Linked DNA regions of Mus musculus: region 1 is linked to region 2. The links are chromatin contacts, called in public HiChIP or PLAC-seq maps. All regions are on one chromosome and are shown on one strand. The core of a region is the stretch at or near the end of the contact, and the rest is flanking DNA. Distances in the headings are between cores, read along the strand shown. Region 1 has its middle 15 kb from the start of Ccr9. Region 2 overlaps Slc6a20a (solute carrier family 6 (neurotransmitter transporter), member 20A).

Region 1 (7,835 bases), core at 4,638-7,137, 97 kb after region 2:
TACGCAGGGCGGGGACTCCGCATAGGGCGGACCTTGAAGCCGACTGCCCTGAGGTTGAACAGTACGCTGGCTTTCGCCAGCCGCTTTTGGCTTTTTTCTTGACCAATTAGCTGGCTGGTAATGGGCTGCTTCTTCCTCCCAGTCTGTTTCCTCAGAGGAGGATTCTTCACCTGCTTCAGAGCTACTAAGAGCTGGCTCCCCGAGCCCATCCAGCGATGAGCACAGGCTCCTTTTCCTAGAGACCTCCGCTAATTGATCTTTCTTCTTTTCCCTTTTTCCTCTTTTTCTTCTAATCTCTCTCCAGGTATTCCTACCTAACCTTAACTTTTCCTCGGGTTCAAGACCCTTGGAAAGGCCTGTATACTTATTTTGTGTACCATATTTCCTCTTTGCTCTTACTCTCTCTCCCCGCTTTACTTCTGATAGCTTGTCCTGAATTTCATCTAGAATCCTCCCTATCTTAACCACTTGATAACATGTGAAAAGGAACAAAAGGGCTTCTAACACTAGAAAAAATTCAAGGCCAAACATAACTTGTAAAGCCATTTCCCACTTTACTTCTGATAGACTGTCTTGAATTTCCTTAGAAAGTTCAAGGCCAGGCTTACCTCGTAAAGCTGTACTCACTGGTACTCTCGTTCCCCCAGCTGAAAAGTTCTGAATTCATACAGTTGAATCCTTCTTAACAGTCTGCTTTACGGGAACCTTTATTACCGCGACCCGCAGTTCTGGTTCTGGAATGAGGGATCTTCCTTGCGCCAGTCCCGAGTTTTTTCTCGTCCCGGAATTCGGCACCAATTGTTATTAGACGCGTTCTCACGACCGGCCAGGAAGAACACCACAGACCAGAATCTTCTGCGGCAAAGCTTTATTTCTTACATCTTCAGGAGCAAGCGTGTAAGAAGCAAGAGAGCAAGAAGCAAGAGAGAGAGAAAAACGAAACCCCGTCCCTCTTAAGGAGCATTCTCCTTCGCCTCGGACGTGTCACTCCCTGATTGGCTGCAGCCCATCGGCCGAGTTGACGTCACGGGGAAGGCAGAGCACAAGTAGTCATAAGATACCCTTGGCACATGCGCAGATTATTTGTTTACCACTTAGAACACAGCTGTCAGCGCCATCTTGTAACGGCGAATGTGGGCGCGGCTCCCAACAGTGATGAAGGCTGGGGAGGAAGGGACAGTTTTTTTCTCAAGTGGATTTCCCCCAGTTTTCTGCTGAAGTTCAGGGCTGCACAAGTGAAACTTGCTGGAAACCACTATTCTTACAGCGTGGTGGTGGCAAACCATAAATCATTATGGCTCCCTGAGAAGTTCTGACAGCCTTAGAAAACATCTGAACTAGCAGCCAACTTCAGATTCTCACGCTTACCAGAAATGTGTGATGAGCTAGACAGACAGACAGACAGACACATAAACAGAGAGAAAGAAAGAGAGGTGAGAGAAAGACAGACAGACCGAGACACACAGAGAGGTAGATAGGGAGAAAAACTGTTGTTTATTACCAGGGAGAAAGATGAATATGAATATATAACTATATGCATAGACTCAGAAAAATTTTAAGTACAGCTTAAAAGGTAAAAAATTTTTTATAGATAAACAAAGGAGCAATTTGCCCAAACTCCTATTTAGTTAATGCTGAGAAGGATATACCTGGTTCTCTCTGAATCCACAGTACATAATCTAATCTATACAACATAAATAATAACAACAGAGAACATTTCCCTGTGTATTTCAGGATAGGTAGGTGTTGTTTTCAGTCTCATGAAGTCCTTATAACCTTTTTCTGTTTAGGAGGGCTACTTTGAGGTAGGCCTCATTCCGATATCTCCAGCCGTCTTACTGCTCAGCACGGTTCTAGTCCAACATCATGGGAGTTGCCTGTATACTTATTGGAAAGGGAGAGTCAGGCTATGCCAACACTGGTCAACTCAGAATTTGAGTTTTGTTTGATCAGAACCAAATACACAGGAGGCCAGGGCAAAGAGACACAGCCACTGAGAAGAGGCAGAGGGCTCAGGCTAGCAGGTCTCACGTGACACTGGCCAAAGAACTAAAGAAAGTGTGTGGAAAGAGGAATGTTCAGGAAGTGGGGATTGGGCAGAGAGGCCACTGCTGGTGGGCAGTATTGGCACTACTTAGGATGGAGGATGCTGGCCAAACAGTCCTGTGCTGTGAGGGTACACAGGCCTTCACCTACTTTCTTTTTTTTTTTTTTCTTTCCATTTTTTATTAGGTATTTAGCTCATTTACATTTCCAATGCTATACCAAAAGTCCCCCATACCCACCCACCCCCACTCCCCTACCCGCCCACTCCCCCTTTTTGGCCCTGGCGTTCCCCTGTTCTGGGGCATATAAAGTTTGTGTGTCCAATGGGACTCTCTTTCCAGTGATGGCCGACTAGGCCATCTTTTGATACATATGCAGCTAGAGTCAAGAGCTCCGGGGTACTGGTTAGTTCATAATGTTGTTCCACCTATAGGGTTGCAGATCCCTTTAGCTCCTTGGGTACTTTCTCTAGCTCCTCCATTGGGAGCCCTGTGATCCATCCATTAGCTGACTGTGGGCATCCACTTCTGTGTTTGCTAGGCCCCGGCATAGTCTCACAAGAGACAGCTACATCTGGGTCCTTTCGATAAAATCTTGCTAGTGTATGCAATGGTGTCAGCGTTTGGATGCTGATTATGGGGTGGATCCCTGGATAAGGCAGTCTCTACATGGTCCATCCTTTCATCTCAGCTCCAAACTTTGTCTCTGTAACTCCTTCCATGGGTGTTTTGTTCCCAATTCTAAGGAGGGGCATAGTGTCCACACTTCAGTCTTCATTTTTCTTGAGTTTCATGTGTTTAGGAAATTGTATCTTTTATCTTGGGTATCCTAGGTTTTGGGTTAATATCCACTTATCAGTGAGTACATATTGTGTGAGTTCCTTTGTGAATGTGTTACCTCACTCAGGATGATGCCCTCCAGGTCCATCCATTTGGCTAGGAATTTCATAATTCATTCTTTTTAATAGCTGAGTAGTACTCCATTGTGTAGATGTACCACATTTTCTGTATCCATTCCTCTGTTGAGGAGCATCTGGGTTCTTTCCAGCTTCTGGCTATTATAAATAAGGCTGCTATGAACATAGTGGAGCATGTGTCCTTCTTACCAGTTGGGGCATCTTCTGGATATATGCCCAGGAGAGGTATTGCTGGATCCTCCGGTAGTACTATGTCCAATTTTCTGAGGAACCACCAGACTGATTTCCAGAGTGGTTGTACAAGCCTGCAATCCCACCAACAATGGAGGAGTGTTCCTCTTTCTCCACATCCTCGCCAGCATCTGCTGTCACCTGAATTTTTCATCTTAGACATTCTGACTGGTGTGAGGTGGAATCTCAGGGTTGTTTTGATTTGCATTTCCCTGATGATTAAGGATGTTGAACATTTTTTCAGGTGCTTCTCTGCCATTCGGTATTCCTCAGGTGAGAATTCTTTGTTCAGTTCTGAGCCCCATTTTTTAATGGGGTTATTTGATTTTCTGAAGTCCACCTTCTTGAGTTCTTTATATATGTTGGATATTAGTCCCCTATCTGATTTAGGATAGGTAAAGATCCTTTCCCAATCTGTTGGTGGTCTCTTTGTCTTATTGACGGTGTCTTTTGCCTTGCAGAAACTTTGGAGTTTCATCAGGTCCCATTTGTCAATTCTCGATCTTACAGCACAAGCCATTGCTGTTCTGTTCAGGAATTTTCCCCCTGTGCCCCTATCTTCAAGGCTTTTCCCCACTTTCTCCTCTATAAGTTTCAGTGTCTCTGGTTTTATGTGAAGTTCTTTGATCCACTTAGATTTAACCTTAGTACAAGGAGATAAGTATGGATCGATTTGCATTCTTCTACATGATAACAACCAGTTGTGCCAGCACCAATTGTTGAAAATGCTGTCTTTCTTCCACTGGATGGTTTTAGCTCCCTTGTCGAAGATCAAGTGACCATAGGTGTGTGGGTTCATTTCTGGGTCTTCAATTCTATTCCATTGGTCTACTTGTCTGTCTCTATACCAGTACCATGCAGTTTTTACCACAATTGCTCTGTAGTAAAGCTTTAGGTCAGGCATGGTGATTCCACCAGAGGTTCTTTTATCCTTGAGAAGAGTTTTTGCTATCCTAGGTTTTTTGTTATTCCAGATGAATTTGCAAATTGCTCCTTCTAATTCGTTGAAGAATTGAGTTGGAATTTTGATGGGGATTGCATTGAATCTGTAGATTGCTTTTGGCAAGATAGCCATTTTTACAATGTTGATCCTGCCAATCCATGAGCATGGGAGATCTTTCCATCTTCTGAGATCTTCTTTAATTTCTTTCTTCAGAGATTTGAAGTTTTTATCATACAGATCTTTCACTTCCTTATTTAGAGTCACTCCGAGATATTTTATATTATTTGTGACTATTGAGAAGGGTGTTGTTTCCCTAATTTCTTTCTCAGCCTGTTTATCCTTTGTGTACAGAAAGGCCATTGACTTGTTTGAGTTAATTTTATATCCAGCTACTTCACCGAAGCTGTTTATCAGGTTTAGGAGTTCTCTGGTGGAATTTTTAGGGTCACTTATATATACTATCATATCATCTGCAAAAAGTGATATTTTGACTTCCTCCTTTCCAATTTGTATCCCCTTGATCTCCTTTTGTTGTCGAATTGCTCTGGCTAATACTTCAAGTACTATGTTGAAAAGGTAGGGAGAAAGTGGGCAGCCTTGTCTAGTGCCTGATTTTAGTGGGATTGCTTCCAGCTTCTCTCCATTTACTTTGATGTTGGCTCCTGGTTTGCTGTAGATTGCTTTTATCATGTTTAGGTCTGTGGTGTGGTGTGAGGGTACACAGGCCTTCACCTACTTTCACAGCCGATTTGTCCTGGGAAGCTTTCTCTCAATTATGTGACATACACACTGTCATGTATCTGTCTTGTTGGGATTTCTTGACCACTTTTGAGAATAAGATATGGAAGAATCTATGTCTGCCATGCTAAGTCTGACATGCCTCTTTGGTCACTGTTTTTCTACTTTTGTGTTCAGTCAATGTCTCAGTGAATAATTGGTTGTATGCTATGCTGGGCTGCCAAGTTCTTTTCTCCCCTGCCTAGGGTAGGATGCAGCCCCTCTTGACATTTAGTACAAATGCAACTGGTGTTGAGTCTGCAATTGCCAATATCTTTGATAAACATTCTTTTTGGGGATGGTGCCTGAAAGCAATGTGGGTAAAGTCTGGGGATAGTTTGGAAGAGAATGTAAGTTCTTTTTGTTGTTGTTGTTTTGTTTTGTTTTTTGGGACAGGGTTTCTCTGTGTAGCCTTGGCTGTCCTGGAAGTTACTTTGTAGACCAGGCTGGCCTTGGGCTCAGAAATCCGCCTGCCTCTGCCTCCCGAGGGCTGGGATAGAAGGCGTGCACCACCACGCCCGGCTGAGAATGTAAATTCTATCACTTGGGAGTCACAAAGTCTCCATCTTATTGAGAAAAAAAAGGTTAGGCCAGAGAAAAGAGATCACTCTGAGGTCTGGGAGAGCTTGGGGTGGCATTTATGTTATCAAATAACCAGTGGCTAAAGCCATTTCCTCCAGGGTTGTCATTTGTTTCTTCCAAGCTCGTTGAGAGTCTGGCTATGCCAACAATTCTCCCACACTCCCAGACATAGCTTTGTGCTTTCCTCCAAATCTCCCTATCTTTGCATTAAGCAGCAGTGAGGTGCATGATTTAGGATGCTGTAACAAACATATCTCTTGAGATGGCTTCAGTGGACCAGCCCCACTGATCACTAGCACCTGTTCTGAAGCTCAGCCTGGCAGCAGTGACAAGATGGCATGTGACTAGGATACTCACAAGGCCAGGCGGAAACTGTGTGGTTTGGGGTCAGGAAGCCAAGTGCCTGTTGTCAGGTGTAACCCACAGTCCAGGCCCCACCATCAAGTCAGGTGTCTCTGGGTTTCATCGGCTCTAAAATTATGAGTTGACAGTCGGCTGGCACGGAAGTTTGGAAACTAAGCTATCAGCAGATCATCCAGGCTTGAATGTGGTTTAGACATCCTGAAAGGTAGCAGGTGGAAATCACATCACGAGGATGAGTTACAGTCTCTGAGTCATGTGTGTGTGTGGGGGGGTGGGGTGGGGTGGGTGGGGGAGGGTTGGGTGCAAAGAACTGATCTTTGTTCTTAATAATCTGATAAATAAAGACAGATTAACAAACAAGATGGTTTTTATAACAACTTCCTAAGAACAAAGTCTACTTAATATTTAAAACAAATTCAAGATTTTGTGTTGTTGCCCAGCAGATAGAGAACTTATTAGACTCTTTAAATGCTTATTGTGTTGAACATCCCATACTGCACACACAGTTTTGCAGTTTGTTTCTCAGAACTCTTTCATAGTAAAATATCGGCGACTGCAAAGCCAAACTCTTGCTTAACTGCCTTTCACCACCACCGTGACTTTTCCTGGAGGTAAGCATTGTAGACATTTGGCTTGAAGCCTTTTCAAAGCCTTTCGTGTACCATTATAAACAAACATATTATGGTAGTTTGTATTAGTGTGAACTTGGCAAGCTCTAGAATCACCTGGGAGATGGTCCTCTGAATCATCTGTGTTGGAGATGTTAACTGATGTAGGAAGACCAATCTGAGTAGTGGGTAGCACCATTTCCTGAGCAGGGAATCCTGGATTGTATAGATGTGGAAATTGTCCTGATCATTAGCATACCATGCATTCATTCATTGCTGTCTTCTATGCATAATGAATTTGATGTGACCAGATGTTTCAAGTTCCTGCCACCATTTTTTACCATGATGGACTTCACCTTGAACTGTGAGCCAGAAAAAAAATACTTTCTTTTTAAAGTGGCTCTTGTCAGGGTACAGCAGTAGGAAAAGAAACTCCAACACATATATTCCCAGACAGGTTGACTTTGCAATTAACAATGCTAGCCCATTAAGCATATGGTATGCAAGTTGTTTTGATTATTCAGAGCCATAGGGATCTTCCAATATTTGTATAAGTTGACCTTCATCATCTTGTTTACTGCTGCATGGCATTTCCACAGGATGAATGCACTATGCTGTATGTAACCCTCTCCTGGTGATATTCCATCATCAGTAACATGTGCAAGGTTTCTGTCATCCATGTGAAGCTAGTAAAATTCTGTGAGCCAATGGTTAACAACTTTACATCTTAACAGATGTTGTCATAGTCCTTCCCAATGTGGCAGGACCAATTTTCACATTCTCAGGAATAGGTGAGAGTACTTGATTCCTCACCCCCAATATTTGCTACTAAGCTCAAAACAAGTGCGTATTACAAAGATGAAATATTAACCTTGTTGAACATGCATGTCTACTTTCATGATTACTACTTGTATTGTGTGTGTGATGAGTGTCTGCATGTTCACATATGTGGGTGCAGGTGTGCACCCACATGTGTGAGTGTGGATGTGGAAGCTTGAAATTGACATGAATGTTTTGGCTACTCTTCACCTTATATATTGAGGCAGGATCCCTTATTTGAACCCAGAACTTATTGATTCAGCTAACCAGCTTACCGGATTACCCTTGGGATCTCCTGTCTCCGATTCCTGAGTCCTGAGATTATAGAAGAGACAACACACCTCTGCCATTCACATGGTGCTGGGGATTTTATCTCAGGTCCTCACACTTACATATAAAGAGGGTTACTCACTAAGCCATCTGCCCAGCCCAATTATTAACCTTCAGATATTTTTCTTTTCCTGCTCAGAAACTGTTCATACTTTTGCACATTTTAAAATTTGGATATTCTTCTATTTTTTTTCTTGGTGGGAACTGAGTTTCTTTTTTA
Region 2 (7,574 bases), core at 1,891-4,390:
TAGCTGAGACATCTTCTCTTCCATAAGGATAGAGTATCTTTCCTTCTCCACCATCTTCGGCTTCTTTCATTCATATTTCATAATTTTATTGTCAATATTTCCCATTCCTTAGCTCAAACAACTTAATAGCAAAGAGTCCAGCTTTAAAAAAAAAGCAAATAAATGCCACACATAGATGTCATTACATCTACACATTAAATGACACAAGCTCTGTAGTGTTCATTGAGAAATGTAAATATCTATGCTTGTGTGCTGGAGAGTTTTATGTCAGCTTGACACAAGCTAGAGTCATCTGAGAGAAGAAAATCTCAACTGAGAAAACGCTTCCATGAGATCCAGCTGTAGGACATTTTCTTAATTAGTGATTGCTAGGGTAGGGTCCAGCAATTGTGGGTGGTGCCATCCCTGGGCTGGTGGTCTTAGGTTCAGTTAAAAAAGCAGGCTGAGCAAGCCATGGTGAGCAAGCCATGGTGAGCAAGCCAGTAAGCAGCACCCTCCATGGCCTCTGCATTAGCTTCTGCTTCCAGGTTTCTACCTTGCTTGGATTTCTGCACTGACCTGCTTTGATGATGAACAACAATATGGAAGCATAAACCAAATAAACCTTTCCTCCCCAAGTTGCTTTGGTGTTTCGCTATAGTAATAATAGCTCCAACTAAAACAGTGTGTAACCTTATCCCCTACGCCTCTTCTGAGGTTTTGAAACTTCGAAAGAGATGAAGGAAAGAAGGGAAAAACTCAGAGACTCCAGGAGAGCTTTCCAACAAGAATGATCCCTCCTAAGTAGCAGCTGGGAGAGCAGGAGTCCTGTCCCCCCATCACTGAGTCAGGGAAGACAATCCAGTTTCCTATCTTCATGGACAGCGTAAAGGTTCTTGCAGGTTCTTAGGAACTAACTGTGGAGAGAGGCAGTCCCCACCCTTCCCAGGCCTCTTACCGTGTCCAGCTCTGATTCCAAGCTGCAGTTTCTAATGTGTGGGAACACTTCACTGTACTTGTTTGGGTAAGTAGATGCCAGGTAGTTCTTCACCTCCTCCAGGTTGCTGACTGTCAGAAAGCCATCTTCAAGGTCAAAAGAATTGGTCAGCAGCAGAATCACCCTGCAGAGCAGACCACCATCTTGATCTTCATGACTAAGAGGCCACTGGCTCTAAAAACTGGGAGGAATGTGATGGCAGGGCTGCCCTACAGGCAACCTCTTCCCTGTTCTGTACTTCTCAGTGAGGAGGGAACCTCCAGACTGGTGACACTTTGACAGGAAGAGCAACTCTGAATGCCTGTGCAGAAGTATAAGATCTGAGCAGAGATGAGGACAGAAACTACCTCCTTACAGGCTGTTTAAAATTTGGATAAGAGGCATCTGATGGAATTGGGTGGGATGGTGGAGGTGTTCTGTGCTCCATGACCAGATTAGTACCCATTGGTAGTGACAGCACTTGCATGTGGCTTACACCATTGAGGAACTGCATAGAAATCAAGTTAGAATGACTTATGTATTTACTTATTTTCAGACAGGGTCTAACCATGCAGCCTTTGCTGACCTGGCACTTGTTATGTTGGCCAGGCTTGTTTCACACTCAAAGATGCGCCTTAAAGGCATGCACTACTACACATGTATTAGAATTCTAAAACCTAATTTTATATCATTGTGCAAATTAAATTATTTTTATGTTATACCGAGTTCCACTAATCTCACTCTTCTGTAGAAATAGCTACTTATGGTCAGTGACTAATGTACTGGACATCTTAACATCTGAAAGACAGTCCTCTGAGGGAAGCCACAGATAGTAAACTGTGTAGAGTTGGCTAGAGAGGTCTTGGTTACACTTGAGATGGGGAATGGGACCAAAGGCACTGGCATTATTTGCTGAACACATTTTTCTGCTCAATGCAAGGGCCACCTTAAACTGCCTATTCCCTGCAAGGCAGGTAACTTTATGGCCCCCCAGTTTCTGCTGCTGGTAGAAGGCAGCCATTGGCAATTGAGAAAGGATAACTGAACCTCACATTGTAGCTCCCAACAGTGGTTGGTGTTTTTTGTCTACCCCTTGACTTCTGGGAACCTAGCCCTTCCCAGTCACCCTTTCAGCTCAGAGCTCTGGAGCCTTGCCTTCCCACTTGAGACCCAAGGCTCTGAGGGACAGCTTAGACTCACTTGTTTAAGCAGTTTTCATAGTTGAAGGTGGCCTTGAAGCCATAGATGGAGAAGGTGACAATGCTGGCAAATATGGAGGTGGAGCTGTTGATGATGGACACAATAATGGCATGCTTCTGGCAGTTGTTGGAGGGTTCATTGTAGCTGGCAAAAGCGATCAGGCTGCCAAAACCCAAGCCCAGTGAGAAGAAGATCTGCGTGGCTGCATTGATCCAGGCCTTGGGGTTGGCTAGCTGTTCCATCTAGAAGGCCAGTAGGGATAGGGCTGAGGAATCCTGGGCTCTATTCCCAGACTCTCCCTCACAGAAGAGGGAGGCTCAGAGATGGAGAAGATATTATTTCTAACACACAGGCAGTCAGGATGGCCTGAGGCTAGAGTCCAGTCTTCCCAGACAATCTCCAGTGTATTTCTCTGGCAGGTAAACTACTCAACAATCTTCCTGTTATACCCACTATGACATCCTGCCCATGGAGAGTGAGATTAAATACTGTTCGGTCTAATGCCAAACACATGGAATCTCTGATTCACCAGTCAGGCACTACACTTGTCCATGCACAGAAATTTAGGTGTTGTGACCTGGATGTGGAGTCCAGTCTGAGGTGACTCCAGCACTAACACTTAAGGCATGTGGAACAAGGGTGTGCATTTTGAAAGCTGCTACCTGCTTCCTGCCATCACATTTGTTAAGCAAAGAATGAGCCTTACTTCACATGCAATAGCATTCCAACTCAAGAATTCTGGCTAGGCTGATTGGAAAGAAAGAGTTAAAGTGGGATCATGGCAACCTAGAAGGAAAGGGTCTAAGGAAATATGGGAACAGGTAAGGGAAATAACTGGAGTGATTCCCACAGTCCCTAGCTCAGTGGAGAGTATGGATAGGGCTGTGGGTGAGACCTGGAACAGGGAGACCAGAATGAAGGCATAGGCACTAGTCATGAGGGGTAATGAGTGCAGCAGGAGGAGATGGACAGAGGATTTAATTTCCGGAACGCATAGCTGAGGAGGAAGTCTGGGCCCCCAGGATAGCCATAGATTTTGGCCCAGCCTTGGGCTCACACCAGCCCTGCTGATTACATATCTTATCCCCTTCTCTTTCCTCCCAGGTGTTCCCAGAAAGGAACAGTCCCCAGAAAGGAAGAGTCCCCAGAAAGGAAGAGTCCCCTTCCCTTGAAGCTCCTACCTTAGGTGTGAACATGTACATCAGGCCATTGGTGGCTCCATGGAGTGTAAGGCCACGGACCAAGTAGATAATAAGAACACAGTAAGGCATCGATGCGGTGAAGTAGACCACCTGTGGGCATCCAGAGATAGGGTGAAACTGCTGGAACAATAGGAATGGCAGGGCAGACAACCATCCCCACAAACACCTTATTTCTTTGGTGGTTAAGCTGCACCCACAGCTGCTGAGAGCTGCAGGTGCCAGGATCCTGATTAGGATAAGGGTCTAAGTGTGGTTAGGAGAAAGGAAGTGAGGTGACCACATCTGTTGCCACCATGATATTTCTTCTTCAGTGGACTAGAGGCAACAAACAGGTACTCAGGCTTATTCTTTCCACATTCCTTCCACTGCTCTGTCTCTTAAAAAAGGGGTTGAAAGAGCCTGCACAACATGTATGAGTCTCTCTTTTCAGTATTTGAGCCAAATTTGGCTCTAGAATTTCTGGGATCCTAAGAAAAACAGGAAAACTAGCCACTTACAAGATCTATGTTGTCCCTAAGAGGGAAATTATTTCAGTAGCTTGGTGCAAAGCCAGCTTTCCAGGATAGGATCTGAGAGAGACCTGGTCAGGCATGCCCATAGGTGGGAGCAGAGATTGGAACAAAGTGCCCACAAAAACTGTAATAAATAGTACTGATGGGATGTGGCAGCATCTCTCATAAGATGTCTCATTATTTGGTTAAGCCAATCTTCTCTCCTTACTAACATGCATCATAATGTAAGAATGTGTGCTTGGTTGCTTTGCCAGGGTCATCTCAGACTTGGGGTCACCTGACTTTTGAAAAGCCTCAAAGAAAGAACTTTCAGGTACATGTCTACCTGCCCTGAGTGGGAAATTTTGTTCTTTTAGGTTGAATTCACCAAAACAGTTGGTGACCTATGTCTTGATGTTCTTGAATTATGCTCGGTCTTCCATTTCCTCCTTGGCACGACACCATATTTCAAGAATTTCTAAGACTGTCAGAGGAATACCAGGGAGAATGTAGGGTATGTTTACCATGGCTTCTTACACATTTAGGGGACTAATAAACATACTAAAGTACTTAATACATCAAGCCAGATAGAGATGCAAATGGAAAGGGTCCTCTGGCCTTAGGTGAAACAAATCAAAGGTGTGGGGGAGGGCTGGCCCAAGTCCCCAACACTGGGACTTAGAGGACACTCAGGGAAAGCTCTGAAATTTTCCTCTTCCACCCAGTGGATCATGTTTCTTAGAGAGTTTCTGGAGTCTTCACCAAAATGGCTCCCTTCTTTCCCTGGTGGGAAGGATGGCTGGATATGCAATCCAGCCTAACCTATCAGAAATAACTTCTGACCAATAACTAAAAATTCAGAGGAGAATAAAAGATTTTAACAGAGAAGGAAAAGGCAGCCGCTTTAATAAGCCCGGTGCCCTCCCTATACATGGAGCTGCAGGGCAGTTCTGTTAGGGAGAGGGTCATAGCATCAGCAGAGAAAATACATGATGAAGACTGATATCATGTGCAAGGACTGCTGAATTTCACAACTATAAGAGGCCTGGAGAGGAAAGTTCTGCTTTAATCTTTGAGGATATAGACACTACCCTTAGATCCTTTGGATCATCCTTGGTCTAGGTTGGGACAGAGCTATTGCTGCAAAGGCTGAGCTCAGTTGGGAAAGAGCACCTGGACTCCTTGATTCTTCAGTTCAGCTGTGGGGCAAGTGCTTTAAGAAGCTGGCCACCAGGGGACTTGGTAACCAGTGTACAATGCCATATCAGGCACAACACTGGGGTTGCCACACAATATCTGAGTGGCATAGGCTGTTCTAAGCTTGATGACTCATGAAAAACATGTCAGTACTAGAGAAGGCAGCTTGGGTGATCAGGAGAGTGAGAACTAAGGGCTTGTAGGTTTCTCAGATATGAAAATTGGAAGTGACTAAGTCAGGAAAGACATTAAGAGAACATTCATGGGGTGTCACCAATATGATGGTAAGTCCTTGGAGTACATCTGGGCTTTGTCCTGACTCTGCTATCCCTGGCTGTGATCTTGGGAAAGCACTTGACCTATCTAAGTCTTTTGGGGGTGTCATCATGTATCTACTCTGAAGAGCTATTGCAGAATAAGACAATGTAGGCACATGTTCAACTATGGGCTTGCTTTGCTGGTAGCTGAGTGCAGAGCATTCACTCCAGCCTGAGACAGATGCAGGTGATGGAAACACAGCAGACATGTTAGCCTTAGGAGGAATGGAAACCTGGACATCCAACAGGGAGAAAGGGCTTAGGTAGGCAAAAGACCTAAGCCAGGCATTGTGGTAAATCCCTGGTCTGCCCAACACTCAGATGGCTGAGGCAGGGGGATCACTTTAAGTTTGAGGCCATTTGGGCTATATAGTAAATTTCAGGCCTGCCTGGCCTTCATAAGGAGACACTTTTCAAATAAAAGCCAAAACAAAAATGAAAACCTCAAACCACACTACAACCAAGCCAAAAGAATAATCCAACAGTTCCGGACGTCACTGAGTCACCAAAAGCACTGAGATGGAGCCTCTAATCCAACCACACACTAAACTCACTGAAATCTGCCCATGCGGAAGTCTCTCCCTATAACAATAGCTTTGGCATTTGGGCGGGGGGGGGACTGAATTGTCAGATGTTTAAAGCTCTCCTTTAATGTGAAATGCCCTGGCATAGCTGAGTTTCAAAGCTGGCTGCGGTCTCTCACTTCAGATTCAGCGTTACAACTTCGACCGCTTCTGTCAGCTAGTAGAGGATCATGCCAGTAACCCCATCCGTGCCAGCTAGTAGAGGAACATGCCAGTAACCCCATCCGTGCCAGCTAGTAGAGGATCATGCCAGTAACCCCATCCGTGCCGTCTGATCCAGTAAGCCTTCTGAAGTACAAGAGACAGCCCCTGGCACTTGACCAGTGTTAAGATGCTACTCATCCACCCACTCCGATCCAGCACCATCACAATGCCTGACCCACCTTGCCAGTAGATTCGGTGCCTCTCAGGATGCACAGATAGACCATCAGCCAGGCCAGGGTGAGGCACAGCGCTGGCTCCCACTGCACTCCTCCATTCTCCTGGATGGACGGTGAGATGTTGAGTGTTTTCCTGTACCAGAAGTACTGTGTCGACGAAGCCTTCTCACACTCCTCATCGTAGCCTGTGTGGTTGCTGTTCAGTGGGCAGACAGACCACGGCAGGGGATCCTTTGGAATGAAGTGAGAATCAATAGACAGTTAAGGGGAAAGTCAAGGTCTGGGTAGGATGCTAGGAAGTGGCTTTGATAGCAGGCTTTATACCTTGTCCTGTATATATGGGCTAGTCTGGTTTGCTTTGAGCAACAGAATACAGTGGAGCAAGGGCTTCCTGGCCTAGACCTTAAGGGTCCTTATGGTTGTAGGCTGGAGAGATGACTCACTAGTTCTTTCAGAGAACCCAGGTTAGAGTCTCAGCACCTACATGATAGCTCACAACCATCTGTACCTTTAGTCCCAGGTGTTTTAACACCCTCTCCTGGCCTCTGCAGACACCAGGCATGCATGTGGTACACAAAGTACCCATACACATAAAATGAATAAAGATACATTTTTGAAAGAATAATAAAAAAAAAATCCTTGGATGAGACTCGTGGGATGGTGAGTTCATTTGGATGGAGAGGTCGCAGGAAGAAGATACTGGTTAGAACCAGCAGCCAAGTTACAGAAGCCCTCATAGACTTAAAGCTCAGTTGCCTTGCCAAGCCAACAGTCCATTCTCACTCCCCTGCTAAGGACATTCTAACCCACTGTTTCACAGATTTGGCTGCAAAGCTGAGGATACCTTGGCTGTACCCAAGATTTCTGGGATCTTTTGCTTGGGATGAGCAGAACATCAGGTTTTTAATGAACATGCTGCATGAAGAAGCTCTAGATTATGTGAGAACTGGTTCAGTGGAACAACTGAGAAACTTGAAGTGCTTGTCTCCCCCTCATCTTCATCATAAGGAAAAGACAGCACCCCTACATCTGCATGGCTGGAGGCACTTGCTGAAAAGGACCCCCTCCCATGAAGTTGAGTCCTGTAAAGTAGCTTGTAGTTTGTAAGACCAGACAAAAGTTCTCAGCTGTGATGATTTATGAGTGTAGATTTATGTGTACCAAGGACATGCCTGGTCCATAGCAAGTGTAAGTAAAGTCTGCTGTGTCATTATCCTGTGACCTTGGAAGAGAGCTCACTGGGATGTG

Evidence for each region. HiChIP or PLAC-seq counts read pairs in DNA pulled down with a chosen protein or histone mark.
Region 1: a contact with region 2 is called in an H3K4me3 HiChIP or PLAC-seq map of the SCID.adh cell line, with 18 read pairs. The contact joins two enhancer-like sites. A contact is called at or near these places in 1 of 39 promoter capture datasets (macrophages), 1 of 15 datasets of contacts at CTCF or cohesin (CD8 T cells), 4 of 484 Hi-C or Micro-C datasets (the G1E-ER4 cell line, bone marrow-derived macrophages and embryonic stem cells), 2 of 115 datasets of contacts at active chromatin or transcription factors (the SCID.adh cell line and large pre-B cells) and 5 of 9 other capture datasets (adipose tissue, embryonic stem cells, liver and 2 more).

What each region holds. Positions count from the first base shown.
Region 1 is chr9:123,748,659-123,756,493 of GRCm38.p6, forward strand. No RefSeq gene overlaps it. Among named protein-coding and RNA genes, the nearest start is that of Ccr9, 15 kb to the right of the region's middle. Within about 2 kb of position 5,888, at least 59 of the 459 cell types and tissues checked have an H3K27ac peak or open chromatin away from gene starts, as enhancers often do. A contact at or near this core is called in the G1E-ER4 cell line and the SCID.adh cell line, where this site is marked.
Region 2 is chr9:123,654,066-123,661,639 of GRCm38.p6, forward strand. It overlaps Slc6a20a (solute carrier family 6 (neurotransmitter transporter), member 20A), which reads right to left. Exons shown (of 11, transcript NM_139142.2): 4 at 6,330-6,557; 5 at 3,337-3,447; 6 at 2,156-2,397; 7 at 938-1,100. Among named protein-coding and RNA genes, the nearest start is that of Slc6a20a, 21 kb to the right of the region's middle. Within about 2 kb of position 3,141, at least 15 of the 459 cell types and tissues checked have an H3K27ac peak or open chromatin away from gene starts, as enhancers often do. A contact at or near this core is called in the G1E-ER4 cell line and the SCID.adh cell line, where this site is marked.